3 separate regions of the Sus scrofa genome follow, and regions 2 and 3 are each linked to region 1. Evidence: chromatin contacts called from public Hi-C and HiChIP or PLAC-seq data. All regions are on one chromosome and are shown on one strand. Each heading gives the region's core, a stretch centred on a gene start, on an enhancer-like site or on the middle of the called end of the contact. The rest is flanking DNA. Distances are from core to core; before and after follow the strand shown. Region 1 holds the start of FZD7 (frizzled-7). Region 2 overlaps KIAA2012. Region 3 overlaps KIAA2012.

The links. A called contact is a pair of places that touch in the nucleus more often than the background predicts. HiChIP or PLAC-seq counts read pairs in DNA pulled down with a chosen protein or histone mark.
Region 2: an H3K27ac HiChIP or PLAC-seq map of skeletal muscle shows a contact between it and region 1. The contact joins the enhancer-like site here to the promoter of FZD7 in region 1. A contact is called at or near these places in 7 of 47 Hi-C or Micro-C datasets (embryonic fibroblasts, epiblast stem cells, fetal heart ventricle and 4 more) and 1 of 2 datasets of contacts at active chromatin or transcription factors (skeletal muscle).
Region 3: a contact with region 1 is called in a Hi-C map of embryonic fibroblasts, with 2.2 times the contacts expected there. The contact joins the enhancer-like site here to the promoter of FZD7 in region 1. A contact is called at or near these places in 1 of 5 promoter capture datasets (liver), 21 of 47 Hi-C or Micro-C datasets (alveolar macrophages, brain, embryonic fibroblasts and 13 more) and 1 of 2 datasets of contacts at active chromatin or transcription factors (skeletal muscle).

Annotation. Positions count from the first base shown.
Region 1 is chr15:105,642,002-105,645,552 of Sscrofa11.1, reverse strand. FZD7 (frizzled-7) reads right to left here and starts at 1,389. Exons shown (of 1, transcript XM_013984388.2): 1 at 1-1,389. The coding sequence starts at 542.
Region 2 is chr15:105,719,961-105,723,520 of Sscrofa11.1, reverse strand. KIAA2012 reads right to left here. Exons shown (of 23, transcript XM_005672082.3): 11 at 3,282-3,377. Among named protein-coding and RNA genes, the nearest start is that of KIAA2012, 41 kb to the right of the region's middle. Within about 2 kb of position 2,045, at least 8 of the 83 cell types and tissues checked have an H3K27ac peak or open chromatin away from gene starts, as enhancers often do. A contact at or near this core is called in fetal skeletal muscle, omental adipose tissue and skeletal muscle, where this site is marked.
Region 3 is chr15:105,742,006-105,745,344 of Sscrofa11.1, reverse strand. The region is part of intron 13 of KIAA2012; the gene reads right to left. Among named protein-coding and RNA genes, the nearest start is that of KIAA2012, 62 kb to the right of the region's middle. Within about 2 kb of position 1,449, at least 31 of the 83 cell types and tissues checked have an H3K27ac peak or open chromatin away from gene starts, as enhancers often do. A contact at or near this core is called in embryonic fibroblasts, epiblast stem cells, fetal liver and 4 more, where this site is marked.

The DNA of each region.
Region 1 (3,551 bases), core at 140-2,639:
GTAGGATAGGCGGTGGGCCCGCCGCCTGGGCCCCCGGAGCCGTCGGACGTGTTCTGGCCCACGCAGATCTCGCCGGCGCCGTGCACAGGGAAGTTCTCGCAACGCAGCCGCTCGGGCCATTGGAAGCCGAACTTGTTCATGAGCGCCTCACACCCCTGGCGGGCACGCTCGCACAGAGAACGGCACGGCGGGATGGCCTTATCGAGCACGGTGCACACGGGTGCGTACATGGAGCACAGGAAGAAGCGCAGCTCGGGAGAACACTGCACCTTCACCAGCGGGTAGAACTGGTGCACCTCGAGGCCCGCATCTTCTTGGTTCGTGTGACCCAGCAGGTTGGGCAGGATGGTCTGGTTGTAGGCGATGTCCGTGCACAGAGGGATGGAAATAGGCTGGCAGAAGCCGTGGTCCGGCACTGAGATGCCCTTCTCGCCGTGGTACGGCTGCGCCCCGGCGCCCGCGGGCAGTGCGCCCAGCACTGCAAGCACCATGGTGCACAGGCCCAGAGGCGAGGGCGACGCTGCCGTGCGGGGGCCCCGCATCGCCGGCCGCGGGTGCAGCGGCGCTCTCAGCCCAAGAAACGCGACAAGACAGCCAGGAGAGGCTGGGATCCCGGCAGGCGCCGCCGCGCCGGGCGCATGAGAGTCCTCCCGGCGCCGGGGCCGGGCCGTGGGCGGTGCGGAGCCGAGGGCGCTGTAGCTAGGGTGCTCGCGCCGCAAGGGCGCCGTCGCCGCCGCCGCCTCCGCCCAGCACTCGCGCAGCCGCCGGGGGCCCAAACACGTCTGCCTGGGCCGGGGGCGCCGATGGGGGGGAGACGCCTTTTCCTCGCGCCGGGACGTAACGGTGCGGCTCTTTCTGCGGCGAAGAGCAACAAGCGTCTCCGGTTACCCTTCAAAGTTTGCCCAAGTCTCTTGACTCACAGCGCACAGTAACGCGCGCGCCCCCCGCTTGCGTCTGGGCCCCCGGCGAGCGAGAGCCCGGCGCCGCGGCTTGCTAGCCAAGGCCGCCGCCTCTGCGGTGCTGCTCCGCCTCCTTGCCTCGAGGCTCAGTTCGCCGCCACCTCCTTCTCCGCCGCCTTCTTCTCCACTCCCTGCTCCTTTTTCAGCCCCAAAAGCTTGTCCCCAAGTTTCAGCCAAACGGTTGATTCTCGTTCTGAGTCCTATCGGCGTCTTGGAGCCAAGAGCTCTGCGAGTTCTTTGAAGAAATCCAGTCACACTGCGTCCAAAGCTATGAGGCCCCCGTGCTCGCGGCCTGGGCCTGGCCTCTCCAGTCCCGCGCAGCCCCGGCCGGTGAGTCGCGGCGCCCGCCGCCGCCGCCGCCCGCCGGGAGGGAGCGCAGAGTAACGTCTCGGAGCCCAGCAACTCCGCAGAAGAAGCGTCGCGCTCGCAGGATTCCGGGCCGCCCCGCCCTCTCCCCTCCCCCCATTCACAAACCACTCCGGGGGCGGGCCCTGGAGCTCCAAGACCGCCCAATGGCAGCCTTTGTTTTCTGTGTGGTCGCCTCCGGATTGGGTGGAAGTCGGAAGGGGCGGGCGAGGGAACCCGAGAGGCACAGTCTGCAGCGCTCTGGGCGGATTCCTGAGGGGAGGGGCGGGGGCTGGGAGGGAAAAGTTAAGAAAAACTTTTACCGTGAATTCGCTGGGGGGAGCGGAGGGGGGAACGCACCAGAAAGGGAATTTGCTTGAAAGATTTGTTCCTCTTCCGGGTACTCTAAAATACACATTCCTGAATAGAAGGGCGCACGGGGGAAGTTTACGGGGAGAAGCTGAGAATAGAGCAGCGCCACGGCAGATAGGGACGTGACTCGGAGTCACGTTAGCCCTCCCCGAGCTGAAAATGCTGGGCTTGGCGGGGGACTTTTGGGTAGCGGGGTCCTAAATGAAGGGTTCACTATGGGGCCAGAAAAGGGTGCGCATCGCGGATTGCTTTTCTCTCCCCCGACTCTAACAGACCACGTGAGGCCACAATCCCCTCTCATCCCCGCTCCCAGTTGTAAAAAGGAGGAGGGGCCGCGACCGCGAAGAAATTGGAGTCGGGCGAAGGGGCCGACGTAAGGCGGGAGGAAGTGCAGACCCCTTGGAGGGGAGAGGGTTGGGGAGCCGCGGGCGCTGGGGACCCCGACCCCAAGTCACCCTGCCCGCGAGCACGGCCCAGGGTCTAGCGATCTGGTATAGCTTTAATGGAGCCATAAGAAAACAGTGTTGGGGGAAATGGCTATTAAAAACAAAAAACCTGCGACCCGAGTGCCCAGGAACACTGTACGGTTTAGAGAGAGTATTTATCCTCTTTTTCTTAGTTCTGCGGCGTGTTGGGATCCCATCTTTGTCGCAGAAGCAATGATTTGATCCTTGGAATATGCGTTGAAAAGTTTAAATGGGTATTAGAAACCAAGGGCATTTGCTAATTAGTTTTCAAAACACAAAGAGAAGTTATCCTGTTTTCGGGTAGCGTTTTCCGATTGGCAAGCGTTCTTTTGTTCCCGGTCAAATCTTCGCCCTGCTGAAGGCAATGGGCGCTCGCGCGCGCGCCCTGCTTACTCCCGACGAGATCAGAAGTTAGGAGGGAGGGGGGCCGCTCTCCCTTCTCGCTGGACAGCGAGGAATATCCTGAATTCCCATGCAGGAAAATGACAATGTTGAGAAAGGAAAAATCTGCTTCTCCCTCTCTGTCTCCCTCTCTCTCTCACACACTCACGCACAAAGCAATCTTACGCCTTAGAAAACGTTACTCCTGGCGGAGCCCTTTCCTTCTGTCAGCTCAGTTCCAGGCGCTGGAGCCCTGAGGGATTTCTGATTGGGATGCATGTTTGCAAAAGTTGCTGCTTTTGCTGCTTCTGCTGCCCACGGTGAGCCTCTTCTCCAGCAAGAAAAAACAAAAACAAACAAACAAACAAACAAAAAAGCGATCCTGAAATCAAAGGCAGTTAATTGGGTTCCCTTTCAGGGAGACTTTGGCTTCCTCTGTTTTTCTTTTATTTATTTTCTATTACCGGTTTACTGGAAATCTGTCCCTCCACTTCACAGTTCTTTGTCCTTCTCCACTCTTGCTAATGGGTCTGGAGGGCTGGATCGTTTAATCCAAGGTAGGGTGTCAGACTGCTCACACTTTTTATCCGGCCTTCCACAGGAGTCCTCATCTTTTTCTTCCAAAGCATGTTTCCCCTTCACACTGGTTTTTGTTGTTGTTTTGGGTTTTGGGGGTTTTTTTTTTTGGAGGGGGGAGGGAGTTATCTGCCTCAAGATAATATAAAGGATTAATGATATTTTAAAAAATGTTTCATTCACTCCTTCTATTTTTTAAAGGGCTCCTTTTTTTTCTTTCTAAATTATTCTTCCCACCTAACATTGGGGAGCATTGATATTGATTGCACTGAAAGATGTTCTTTAAAGACAATGCTGTTGCTTTGCTTTGTCATTTAAAGTGTGTATGGTGGGGGGTTGGAGATCCTTTTTTCTCTCTGTGAGCTTCAGGATATTCTCCTTTTCTAAATCAAATTTTCATGCTTATTCATCAGGCCACTGATCTAAGTCATCTTTGCTTATTGAGGGAGAA
Region 2 (3,560 bases), core at 796-3,295, 77 kb before region 1:
TTAAAACCAGCACACCTCAGAGTTCCCATCGTGGCGCAGTGGCTAACGAATCTGGCTAGGAACCATGAGGTTTCGGGTTCGATCTCTGGCCTTGCTCAGTGGGTTGAGGATCTGGCCTTGCTGTGAGCTATGGTGTGGGTTGCAGACATGGTTTGGATCCTGCATTGCTGTGGCTGTGGTGTAGGCCGGCGGCTACAGCTCCAATTAGACCCCTAGCCTGGGAACCTCCATATGCTTCGGCCCTAGAAAAGGCAAAAAGACAAAAAACAAACAGACGAACAAACAAACAAAACCACCACACCAAGAAAGAGTTGCAAGAGAGAATGATGCCAATAAATGACTAAAAAGCAAGACATATTTTGGGAGTAAAAATCCATGTAGGAAAGAGCAAGGGTCAACTGGAAACTCTGAAAGAGGTGAAGAATTTAAATTCGCATGGGACCTGGAGTCCCACAATTGGCACAGACATCCTTGAACTTGTTGCAGTAATAAACTTGTGAATAAAAGAACTTCTGAAAGAGAACTTCTGTTGCTGCCACCATGACTAGGAGAGTAGGTAAAGGATTTGAATCAAGGATAAGCAATTTGGGAGTTCCTGTTGTGGCTCAGTGGTTAATGAACCCCACCCGCATCCATGAGGACGTGGGCTTGATCCCTGGCCTCGATCAGTGGGTTAAGGATCTGGTGTTGCTGTGAGCTGTGCTGTAGGTCGCAGACATGGCTTGGATCCTGAGTTGCTGTGGCTCCGGCTTAGGCCAGCGGCTACAGCTCCATTTGGACCCCTAGCCTGGGAACCTCCATATGCCACAGGTGCGGCCCTAAAAGACAAAAAAAAAAAAAAAAAAAAAAAAAAAAAAAGAAAAAGAAAAAAGAAAAAAAAGGATAAGCAATTTGGAGAGCATATAAATGTTTTGACTTGTATCCTCCCAGGTTAAGTTTTTTGAATTTTCTAAGTGTTGCAATATCCCAACACAACCAAGAGGGTCAAATTCCAGCTTAAGTCTTCACATCTTTTTTTTTTTTCCCTTCTGAAGGTTTATACTCATTTCTCTATGCTATCTGAAAGCAAGATATCATGATCTAATTGCTTAAGAATTTATTTCCAAATAGATGTTGACAGAGTCTGAAAGTCTCAGAAGGATCAGACAGATCATATTCCTTCCTTTACCAAGGTTTTTTTTAAATTAAAAAAAAAAAAAAAAAACTATGATCCTCAAAAAGCTTTCCTTTGTAGCAGCTGGGGTATTCTGTCAATCAACACTCATTTCTTGGACATATGACAAAGATAAGAGGCTCTCCGGGGCTCTTCTAATATATTTTGGAACTGAACAGAAAACAGATGCAGATAAACATAATAATCATAAAAGTGGGATTGAGAGAGAGGAATGGGCGGAAGCTACATGGGGCAGTGAGATGAGGTGGATTTATTAGGAAAATGTCCCAGAAAAGATGAGCTTTCCCCTGGAACTTAAAACCATTCTAAATATTTGAGGGCAATGTGGGCAAAGTCTGGGAGATAAGAGAAGGAAGACTGGAGGTTTCCTCGTCAAATAAATAGCTGCAAAGATTCTGGTGTGGTTGCAGCAAATGCTTTGCAGGAGTTGAAATTTTTTTTTTTTTCCAGTATACTGCTTCTCAAAACAAAACAAGCCTTTCCCATTAGTAGAGACCTTAGGAAGCTGGATCTGTTCTATGGGCCCTTGTAGGGAGATGTGGGTTTAAGACTGTCTGCCTTCTAGGGTCCCATCCAATTATCATCAAGACTGGAGGTCCAGCAGCTGTATATGGCAGTCCAGCAGCTGTAAATGGAGGGCAGCCTAGAGAGAGGCCAGTTGCTGGCAGACTGAATGACTGAAGATTCAGTTATTCGTTTATTCAACAAGCTCACAGTGAATGTGAGTGGGATTCAAAACATTGCTCATGGGACTAGGCAAGTCTCAATTTATTCAGCATGAATTTCATTTTTTGCTTTTTCTTCCTTTTGTTTGGAAATTATTGAAAGAGTTTTCAGTGAACATTTATTGTGATCCTGCTACGTATGTGTCAGGGACTCTGCTGAGCGCTGGGGACACTGAAATGACCGAAACATGACACTGACGACAATGACAACAAACTTAAATATGTAACCTAAATATTTCCTTTTCTGCTTCTGGCTTTTACTTTGCCAAAAGGGGAGCTACTTCTCTAGAAACAGAACGGACAAATGTGCAGCAGGTGAACAGAATCATATTTGTGTTCCAGCTGTTGGACCAGCTGTGTTGCGCTGACAGTGGCCTCCACCTGTCTATCTCCTGCTTCCCCCAGTTCAGAACCGAGTTATTTTTAGACTCCTATCACAGAACAGCCCGAGTGGAGATAGGAGTTCTTTAATGCTGACTTTGGAGCCGAAGGCATTCTAGTTTCTGGAAACCCATGTGCTAGGTGGCTACTTCCACAGCAACGGACACAACACATAAAAGGCAGCAATGTGGAACCTGCCAGCTGCTGGTGGGGGAGCTGATCCCCTTAGGAACCTTGGATACAGGGGAGGATTGACCCAAAGTCATCTGACAGCATAGGGCAAGGACAAGCCAGGGCTACTCAGATCTCCTGGCTCCGAATCCATGCTCTTTTTGTTAAGGCAGTCATGACATAACCCACCACACCAGCGCAGATTTTAATCTCCCTCGTCAAGAGGTCTGCTGGCTGTACGGCTCACACACACCTCATGACGGTACCTGGGTGGTTGACATTCATTGCCCTCTGACTTCATTTTTTTTTCTCTTCTTTTGCAAGATGGTTATTGCCCAGAGCCAGCATCTCTTTTCTGAAAAGTGAACATGCCAGAAGGGTTTTTGGAAACTGCCTTGATAGCTGTCAGGAGCCAGAGGATTCGCAGCAATGAACCAACGCACATAACAAGGAGACCTGATTGGATTACCAATTAGCCACCTCCACCTCTGGAGGGTGGTTGGAAAGAAGAGAAAAGGCAGTGTTTAGTTTGGGCAAATACCAAAAGGGCTTTATCATCCTCATCAAGGCATCAACACAGCACATTAGGCCTTCTCCAAGCTATTCCACGGGAACGTCTCTCCCCAGATGCTCCAGCAAGAGCAAACTTGTTATGCAAACATTGGGTTATTGTATCTGAGCTACAGAAGCACCTCTGTGTCAGCAAGAGGGGAGAAACTGGCTGACTTGTGTCTGTTTTTAATGATGTCTCTGCTGCTGGGAAGTTTTGGAAGCTGCAGGTAAAAGCTTCCCCTAAGAAAAGGAGGCTGACCTGGGGTGTATCATCTTACCTTTACCCAACAGAAGCTGCTCAGTTTGGGAAGGCCCTGGGGGGGACAGGTAGATGCTTTCTCCATCTGGGCCCAGCAAGAAGTGTCCGGAATTTTCTTGAAAAGAAGCACAAGCATGGGCAGTGTTAGCACGATTTTAGGGGACTGTGCCCCTGAAACCCCAGAGGGCAGATGCAGATGTGCTCAGGTACCAGCTGGGGTACAGGGTCAGCCTGACCTCTGGGGTTGGGGAGCTCCTAGCCATCATTTAGGCCTCATCACCTGGAGTCAGTGTGGGGT
Region 3 (3,339 bases), core at 200-2,699, 100 kb before region 1:
AATCAAAGCTTCTAGGAAAAACAAACATTATTTTTTAATGCCTGAATTAAATCCCACACAATTAATTTAATAACGTCTCTGGCTGTTTCCAATTTTTTTGTATTACAGATAGTGCTGCAATGGCCACCTTCACCCATTTTTTTTTTTTTTTCTGCTCAGCTATTTCCTTAGGATAAATCCCCAGAAGTCAGAAATACTGAATCAATGGATATGAAAATTTTCCATGTTTCACAAGTCATACTGCCATTTTGATTTACAAGCGAATTGAACCAAACTACAACCCATTGGAAGTGTGTTAAGTGTATCAGTTTTACCAATACCTCAGCAGTACTGAGTGTTACCATTAAAAAAAAGGTGAGAGAAGGCACAAATCTCAAATCTCAAATAAAAATGGCACCTCCAGTTTGCCTCAATTTATTTATTTATTTATTTTTTCAGTTTGCCTCAATTTAAACTGCTACTCAGACAAAAAATTTGCTATTCAGGATGAATCTTGTTTGTTCTCTATTATTTTTGACATGAATTGTTTATGTCTCCTGCTTCTTTTTCTAACTGGTTTTCAATGTTTTCCTTTTAAAATCGCTCATAATCTTTACCGAGCATAGCTAGTCATGCTGTTGCAGTTAATGCAATTATTTTTCTTCCTTTTTTAAAAGTTTTACTTTCTCCTCACTCACGATAGATATATTAACACTCCTGCTGGAATTTTCATTTACAATTTTAATGCTCTTTTTAGGTGCTAGTAACCTCACGCAACCTTTGGCCTCTACATAGAGAGGCCCTGGGGAAGAGGAAAAGCTTCTCTAGTGATTGATGTCAGCCACCGAGCTAAGAGCAGGGCTTGGACTCTGACCGTATCCCGGGAACTAATTTCCCTTAATCAAATGAAAGACCTTAGGAGGAGCCACAAGGCAAAAAGGAAAATCTATGTGAAGGAGAATACCAAATTCTGTGAGGAGCGTGGAGGACCTGCATTCAAAAAAGGGCACCATACCTTTAGGACTTCAGAACTGGCAAAGCTCCACATGCAGCTATTAATATGCAAAAAATGCCTTCATAAATACTTGATTCTGTTCACAGTGGGGAGGCAGTTCATTTGAAAGAGGAAATGGGAGCTTGGAGTTGAAACACGTCTGCTTGTCTCCTTTTTCTTTTTTCATTTCTCTTTTCATCTCCTCGTTTCTCCTAGTAGGTTTCTTCCCCCTCTTTCCCCAACTCAACCCCCTCCTGCGACTCCTAGGACGTTGTCGCCAGTCGCTACTCATTTCTGGTTTTGGTTTTACCGCCCAGGTCCGCATTCTCCACCAGGGGTGGAGGAGGTGCCTCGGCGGCGAGTCCCACCGGTTGCCCGCCCGCGTGCCGGAGGCGGAAGACGGGATCCCTCCTGCTCGCGGCCCCGGCGCGGACCGCGGCTCGGGAAACGCACAGCCGAGGGTTTAAAAACTCCAACCAGTAGGGGGCACCAGAGGCAGCCTCCAGAACTGGGTAAATCCGGGAACCCGGTCACGTCTGCAAAGCACCCGCTGGCTTTCACTCTCACCCGCCCGTCAGAAATTGCTTTCCAAATCGAGGTATGTGACTTCTCGTGAAAGCGTGGTGATGCCAAAATAGTCCACCCTTGGTGGGGGGTAGTTGCTATTTTGGTTTTGTGTTTTCACTCGAAGCTAACACACTGATAAAAAAAAAAAAGTAAAAGTATTTTGTGACTAAACTCCTAATGTGGTCCGACCCCAGGGAAGGGAGGGAGGGGGTGAATTAGGGGGCAGTTAAAGGCCAGGCGAGCAGAAACCCCTGATGCTGATAGAGATCAATTTTGTGTGACCCCCTAGCCTGCCGCAGAGTGGAAAGGCGACAGAGGGAGGGATTCACTGAATTTGCCAGTGGCTCATCAAGGTACGTAACCGAAATCTGCTGGGCAGAAATTTGTCTCTAAATCTTTTCCAGATGATTTATAGTAAACATGAAATTAGTCATTTACATAGAGTAGGTTGAGGAAGTAGTTAAAATTGAAGTGATTAATAAAGAGCCATTAGCCTCCAAAAGTACGGGGGTGGGGGAGGCGCAGAAGACACTCCCCTCCCCTAAGGCGCCCCACCCTCATTTTCTTCGCGTTTGGGGGCTAGTGGGGCGTCCGAGACTTTTCCTCAAATAACTTTCCTTTAGTGGGGCGTCTTCTTTTTTTTCCTTTTTCCTTTGGCCGGGCCAGAGGCATGTGGCAGTTCCGCGGCTGGGGATTCCCACCCGCGCAGCGGCAAAACGCCAGCAACTGCAGTGACAACGCGGGATCCTTAACCCACTGTGCCACAGGGGGACTCACAGGGGGACTCACAGGGGGCTACTTCTAAAGGAAATAAAACTTGCTTGAACAAATCAGCTGGTTCTGGTGGGAACAGCCCCCTCCTCTCACAAAGGAGGCACAGGCAATTCTCTCTCTCTCTCTCTTTTTTTTTTTTTTTTGCTTTTTAGGGTCACACCCATGGCATATGGAGGTTCCCAGGCTAGGGGTCTAATCGGAGCTACAGCTGCTGGCCTACACCACAGCCACAGTAAGGCCAGATCCCAGCCGCATCTTTGACTTACACCACAGCTCACCACAATGTGGGATCCTTCACCCACTGAGCAAGGCCAGGGATCGAACCTGCCACCTCATGGTTCCTAGGTGGGATTCGTTTTCACTGCACCCAGATGGGAACTCCCAGGCACAGGCAATTCTCAGAGCGAGCTGGTTTGTGCAGCCTCACAGGGGAAATGAGGAGACTAGAGTTTAGGACCCTCGGTCTAGTGGTCCTGTTTTTGACTGCAAGGGTAATAATTCAGTCTAGGACTTAATTTGACATGACGGAGCCACTCTTTCATTGCAGGTGATATGAGGTCTCTTAAAATACAACCATGAGGCTGTGTGAATTTGGAGTGTTTAGGGTATAGGAGGTATTCTCAAGGCCTTTGGAGTTGTGGAATTATTGAAATATAGCACAGTGTATTTTCCTCAGTCACAGACTCTCTTGAAAAAGAAAACCTTCTAGATCCCTTAGAAAGAGTGTCTTCAAAGCAGGTATGTTAAAAAAAAAAATTGTAAATATTGCTTCTGTGGTTCCTCAGTGGCAGGAAGTGTGGGCTCTGCCATGTTTTACCTCAGGGGAGGCCTGACCCTGGCCAGGGATTCAACAGTGAGAGTTCAGGTACTTCCTCAGAACTTCTCTAGGCGCATACGGGAAAACAAAACTGCTTATAATATTATTGTTTTTTAATGAGTGTGAGGGAAGAGGAGAAAGCCAGGAAGTTGGAGATTAGGGAGACATAGAGACCATGCCTGTCCCTCCTGCACAGCCCCGCTCTGCA